Regions from separate parts of the Mus musculus genome. Here region 1 is linked to region 2. The links are chromatin contacts, called in public Hi-C maps. All regions are on one chromosome and are shown on one strand. Each heading gives the region's core, a stretch centred on a gene start, on an enhancer-like site or on the middle of the called end of the contact. The rest is flanking DNA. Distances are from core to core; before and after follow the strand shown. Region 1 has its middle 27 kb from the start of Foxq1. Region 2 overlaps G630018N14Rik (a long non-coding RNA gene).

What was found. Hi-C and Micro-C count contacts between places; a contact is called where the count stands out from the background.
Region 1: a Hi-C map of the AML12 cell line shows a contact between it and region 2, with 1.9 times the contacts expected there. The contact joins two enhancer-like sites. A contact is called at or near these places in 2 of 484 Hi-C or Micro-C datasets (the AML12 cell line and beige adipocytes).

What each region holds. Positions count from the first base shown.
Region 1 is chr13:31,530,047-31,533,083 of GRCm38.p6, reverse strand. No RefSeq gene overlaps it. Among named protein-coding and RNA genes, the nearest start is that of Foxq1, 27 kb to the left of the region's middle. Within about 2 kb of position 1,738, at least 30 of the 459 cell types and tissues checked have an H3K27ac peak or open chromatin away from gene starts, as enhancers often do. A contact at or near this core is called in the AML12 cell line, where this site is marked.
Region 2 is chr13:31,392,165-31,395,191 of GRCm38.p6, reverse strand. The region is part of intron 4 of G630018N14Rik (a long non-coding RNA gene); the gene reads left to right. Among named protein-coding and RNA genes, the nearest start is that of G630018N14Rik, 15 kb to the left of the region's middle. Within about 2 kb of position 1,456, at least 2 of the 459 cell types and tissues checked have an H3K27ac peak or open chromatin away from gene starts, as enhancers often do. A contact at or near this core is called in the AML12 cell line, where this site is marked.

The DNA of each region.
Region 1 (3,037 bases), core at 489-2,988, 140 kb before region 2:
TGGATGGTTTATGTGTATGTTCAGCACGTGGTATGGAACAGAGATGTATTTTTATTATTAAGTGCTTGTTTGATTCTGAAAGCCTATTTATTATTTAATCTAGATGTGAGGTCGGGGTACAGCCTTCTTCTCAGTATCTAGAACATATGGCTAACTGGCAACGCAGTGCTTCCCTACTCCCGAGTCACACACTGTAGATGCTCAGTGCAGACTTAGAATCCAGCATTGGCTCTGCAGCAAAACTATTGTGGCTTGTTCTGAGCATCCTACAAGTGGCATCTCACTCTGTTGCTTGAGTGGCACAGATGTGAGCATTCTATGCCCATTTCTGCTGTGAGAACAGCCAGTAGTTGGAAGGACCATATAGAAATTTGTCTCCTTCTGCTAAAATACTGTCCTGCTTTAACATCTAGAAAAAAAAAAACAAAATCTGATAGAGACTTAGAATTTTTGCATGAATCTCAGCAAGCATTCATGTTCAGTCTGGACTACTTCAGTGTGATTTCATGTTACCCACTTACTGCCATATTTTGTGTTACAATGAGTGAAAAGGGCCCTTAGGAGCAAGTAATGACTATATCCACAGTGATTACTGTGACTCATAAATTTACATTTAAACACTTACAATGTAATACACAGTAAGAATTTAGATTTTAAGTACAGATTAACTGTGTTACATAAAATCCTGAGAAAAGTTCTGTGGCTATTGTCTGGGGACCTGAGAGCAGGGCCTTTTGTGGCTTCCTTCCTTTAAGAGTGTAGGTGTTCTGGAACTTAAGGTAGTTTGCTTAGAACAACAATGTTTTACAAAATTTTTGCTTCCAGCATTCAGGAAGCAGAAGGCACTGGCGACCGAGATTCACAGAGTTTCCGAGAGTCAGCTTCAAGTGATCTGAGTTGTGGCCAAAGAGGGCTCTGTGTCCTCCCAGAATACCCTGATCTTCTGATCTGTGTTAGAAATAGCAGGAATTGTGTGGGGGAGGAAACCCTACTAAATGCAGTCAGTCATTTGAAAAAAAAATGTGCCTTGTCATTAGCGGGGAGAGTGTGTCGTTGTGACTGTTTCTATTGCTTCAGCAAAGAGACAGATGCCCTGGCTGGTAGAGTTCTGGGTTCTGTGTGGGCCAGAAGATTGATGGAGTTTTCATTAGTATTTAATGGTGCAGAACAAAAGCCAGAAATAGGCCCTGAGAAACCAGAACAGAAACGAGACGGATTGGACCGTTTGCTTATTCAGCTGCAAAATGTCCTGCCTTCTATTGTGGTCACCCCCCACCCAGGGCGAAATGTGGTGTGGAGGACAGGAATGCCCCAGACTGCGGAGTAGCCTCTGTTGTCCCACTAATCAGCATGACTCGGCAGATGACAAATATTTAATTTAGGGAAAAAGCAGTAGTCCACAGTGTTACTGATATCAGGCAGCAACAAGATTAGTAACAATCCTTCCTGGTAGTAGCTAGAAGCCCAAATTAACAATGGGCCCAACCCAAAACATTTGTCCCCCCCCTCCCCCCCAACAAGGTGAAAGGAAACAACCCAGACTGACTATGGTTGTGCCTCTAAGCCGGAAAGACCTAGGCTCCTGCTTTCTGGTCTACTTCCCATATATCCCAATCCAGATTGGATGCTTGAGCTACAGTCAACTTGTCCACATTCCAGACAGCAGGAGGGGAAAACAGATAAGAGCAGAGTATCGGATTTTTGTACAGAATATTTCCCAGGGTTCGCAGTCAACAGTCCTTTGTTTATCTTAAACATGAGTTGGGCAACTGCTCTTAAGGTTACTGTCCTTGTTTGCATATCTCTGTGTCACTCCACCGCGTATCTCCTCATTCATCTGCTTAATTCATTTAACTAACTATGAATAGACTTCTTTCCCCAGGTGAGCTGTAAGAGGCACAAGTCAGATGTCTTTGCTGCTTTGGTGTGGGCTACTCCAACTAAACACCATACCCAGTGGCCTATTAACAAGAGAGTTGTATTGCCCAGAACCCTAAGGCTCGTTACAGTGTGGTCTATGTCCAGTACAGTGAGGGCTTGCTCCCCAATATACAGGCTGCCTTCTTCTTTTCACAGAATGGAAAGAAGGCATGAGAGCTCACTAGAGTCCCTATTATAAGGCTCAACTAGTAAGGTTCCATTCTCATGACTATCACCTCCCAAGGTGGCCTTCCCTGATATCACCTCAATGAAGACTAGCAAGTTAGTAACATGGATTTTAGGGTACTGCAGACATCTTGTCCAGAGCCCCCTTCATGGGAAACAACTTCTGGGTGAGATTCAACAGTATGCAAATGTGTGTTTAGTAGTTCATAACACATGCTCTGAGCAAACATTCCAGGTTTGGCTCCATGACAGATGATTGGATGGACAAACGGAACCAGTCTTTTCAAAAGTAGCTTAGCAAGGTCCCCACAGGGACTCATGTCCCAGCTTTAGGACCCAAAGCATAAAATCATTAGAGGCATTCTTAAAGGAACAACCTGTTAGCCTGTTTCTAGAGGTGACAGGTGAGAAAGTTCCTGCAGCCACACTGAGCTATCCTTAGCCTGTCTGCTGATGTGCAGGTTTCCCTGGGTGGTGAATGTGTCCAAAGCAATATTCATAACACATTATTCTTAACACAATAAGAATAATAAGCAATAAGAATAAGCAATATTCTTAACACATTAAGAACAAGTCTCTTACTGTTAGAGTTAATAAGCCTCATGTTTCTGGATACAGGAGTGAGTGAGGTCCTGTTCAAGTCTGACTAGTGCATGCTGGCTGTTATGTTCAGAGTCTGGTGTGAGGAATCAAGAAGGGAGAATCATCCATGAATCCTTGAAGATACTGTGGGCATAAATGTGTATAGCTTCCGTGAAGTGTGTAATCAGTGTGAGATTGGAACATCCAAGAAGGAGTGGCCTGGCAGGTGGGGAAAGGACACACTGTCATTTCTAACCAGATACAGGGGGATGAGAGGCAGGCCAGCTCTGAGCCTGGACAATAGCATCTCCTTTGGGTTATGATTATACTGGGATCGTGTAGATGGTTC
Region 2 (3,027 bases), core at 207-2,706:
TGTATTTGCCAGGCACTGGCAAAGCCTCACAGGAGATAGCTATATCAGGGTCCTTTTAGCAAAATCTTGCTGGCATATGCAATAGTGTCTACGGTTGGTGGCTGATTATGGGATGGACCCCTGGGTGGAGCAGTCTCTGGATGGTCTATCCTTTCGTCTTAGCTCCAATCTTTGTCTCTGCAACTCCTTTCATGGATATTTTATTCCCTATTCTAGGGAGGAATGAAGTATCCACACATTGGTCTTCCTTCTTGATTTTCTTGTGTTTTGGAAGTTGTATCTTGGGTATTCTAGGTTTCTGGGCTAATATCCACTTATCAGAGGTGAGTGCATATCAAGTGACTTCTTTTGTGATTGGGTTACCTCACTCAGGATGATATCCTTCAGATTCATCCATTTGTCCAAGAATTTCATAAATTCATTCTTTTTAATAGCTGAGTAGTACTCCATTGTGTAAATGTACCACATTTTCTGTATCCATTCCTCTGTTGAGGGACATCTGGGTTCTTTCCAGCTTCTGGAATTATAAGTAGGGCTTTATATGGCTTATAAATAGGGCTGCTAAGAACATAGTGGAACATGTGTTCTTATTACCAGTTGGAATATCTGGGTATATGCCCAGGAGAGGTGTTGCTGGATCTACTGGTAGTACTATGTCCAGTTTTCTGAGGAACCACCAGACTGATTTCCAGAGTGGTTGTACCAACTTGCAATCCCACCAGCAATGAAGGAGTGTTCCTCTTTCTTCACATCCTCTCGCCAGTATCTGGGGACTTGGGTGTAAATTTTAATGAATACGTTAAAGCTCTCAAGACCCTTGACCTCCAGAATAACTACCTCTGGACCACATAATGCCAATTTCATCTCAATAATCGACATGCCGGATCCTCTATTCATACTTACCTGGGCTCCTTGACCACAGTCTTTCTTCTAACCATAACCATGAATCTCTCATGTACTGGGGTTCATTCATACGATGTACTACACAGTTACAAACACTAAAAGTGAATGCTGACGATTCCAACCTCTGAACAGAAAGCCATAAACAGAGGCATATTAGGCACCTTCTTCTGTCTCTGACTCTCCTTTGGACTGCCTCCCCTGCCTCCTTCTCCTGGTCTCTTACTGTTGGAGATGCTGAACTGTGTTGAAAACCTTCCTCCTTTGGCCTTGCTCCAGACTCAGCTTTCCAAGTATGCTCAGCACCAGTCCAGGGTGAACTGTGGTCCAGTCAGAGGAGTTCAGGATAAAATCATCAGGACAAACTCCAAGTCTGGAAAGGACTCACATCTAATGTTGCCTGGTCTACTGCTGTTCCACTGTGATCCTCATCAGCACCTAGTGAGACAGCAACAGTGGCATTTGTGTCTCTGAAATTCTGGGGATAACAGGAGTCTAAGAACAGACAGTTGCCTTCATGGTTGAGTCTGCCTTCCCCCAAGGGCTGGACCAGCAAGACTCACTACCCTGGAATCCAAGAGAAGCTTTTTCTCTATGGCTGAATTCCTCTTAGAACTACACACATAGCATATTTTAACGTCAGATTTTTTTTTTTATCCAATTCATTGTTTCAGACCAGTCATTGGGGGAAAAAAAAGCAAATTTTCTGCCCCAAATGTCTTCATTTACCACATTTTTAATTCGTTTTTCAGAGAAATGACAGACTTGTGCAGACAAAGGAATTCCTCTGAAACTATGTTCTTTCGTGGAAAAAAAAAACACCCACATCTATTTACATTAGTAAAGTAAATAGATAGTCCAGACAGAAACATTTTCCTCTGATGCCCTCCCCTCTCTGTCTAGGAAGGATCTTCCCACAGGAAGCAGTGACGAAGATTGTGACAGCTGCTTAGACAGACACAGGTGGCCATTTCCCACGACACTCATTTGCATAAGCAGATAGCCTGTGCCTTTAGTGAAAGTCCTCCCTCACAGTCTCACAACCTGAATCCATCCTGCCCAGGGAGCTTGAATCGTCCATCCATCCATCTACCTATCTATCCACCCATCTATTTTTGTTTGAGACAAGGTCTTTCTATATCGCCCAAGCTGTCTGTGACCTAAGCTGTCCGAGAACTTGCAGTTTTCTTAGTTCTAAGTTCTAGAGTTATTGATGCATACCACCATGCTCAACTATGATTCCTTATTCTTTCTATAGTTCAACCATATGGCCCTACCTTTGAGTCTCTTAATTCTATGTAGCTCCTATGTCAATACACAAAATATATTTGGCTATTTTTCTACCATTAACATAGATTTTCCACTCATCTCATAGACTAAAATCTTCAGTAAGCAGAGATCATTTACAACTTCCCTGTAACTTAACATATAAAGTAGGAGGTATTGGAAGGTCTCTGACTTAAGGGGTGCCCCCCAAACTATGTCTCTCATTGGTCTATTAGGTTAGGATCAATAAAGAAATTTGACATGCCATTCCATCCCAGATTCCCACAGGAATGTTGATGCTTTGACTCCACACCAGTTCTGGTGGCGGGAAGGAGAACAGGGGAAGAAGCTTAGCTGGGGAGCAGGAAGAGGAGAGATGAAGACACTATTGACTCTGTCCTGACCTGAAACAGTTCCTTCTGCTACTGCTGAGTCAGTGGGTACAAATCTTGATTGACTTGGGTTTTTGTATGAGGTCAGAAAAGCCTTTCTAACAGAGAGGACGTCAGCTACAGAGAGGGGCAGTCAGGGAGCTGGCGGTAACTGCTAGGCAAATACCAACAGTCTTTGCTCAGTACAGGGAAGAAGTTGCCTTTTCAACCAAAAGTAGAGAAATCAATAGGTCAGAGACTGTCTTCAGGATGGTGTGGGGGAAACTCGGCAGCACATGGAGGAGCAAAGCTGTCTTCTTCCTTTGTCTATTGCAGAAACAGAATATGTGCATTAGTGTTTTGGCCATTTAACAAGAATAGAACTTTCTGGACTTACAAATCTGAGTCTGAGGAGAGCACAGTGCTGACACTATCTACATTATAACATAGCAGAGCATAGCACATGGCCAGGAGGCAGAGATGTGCTACC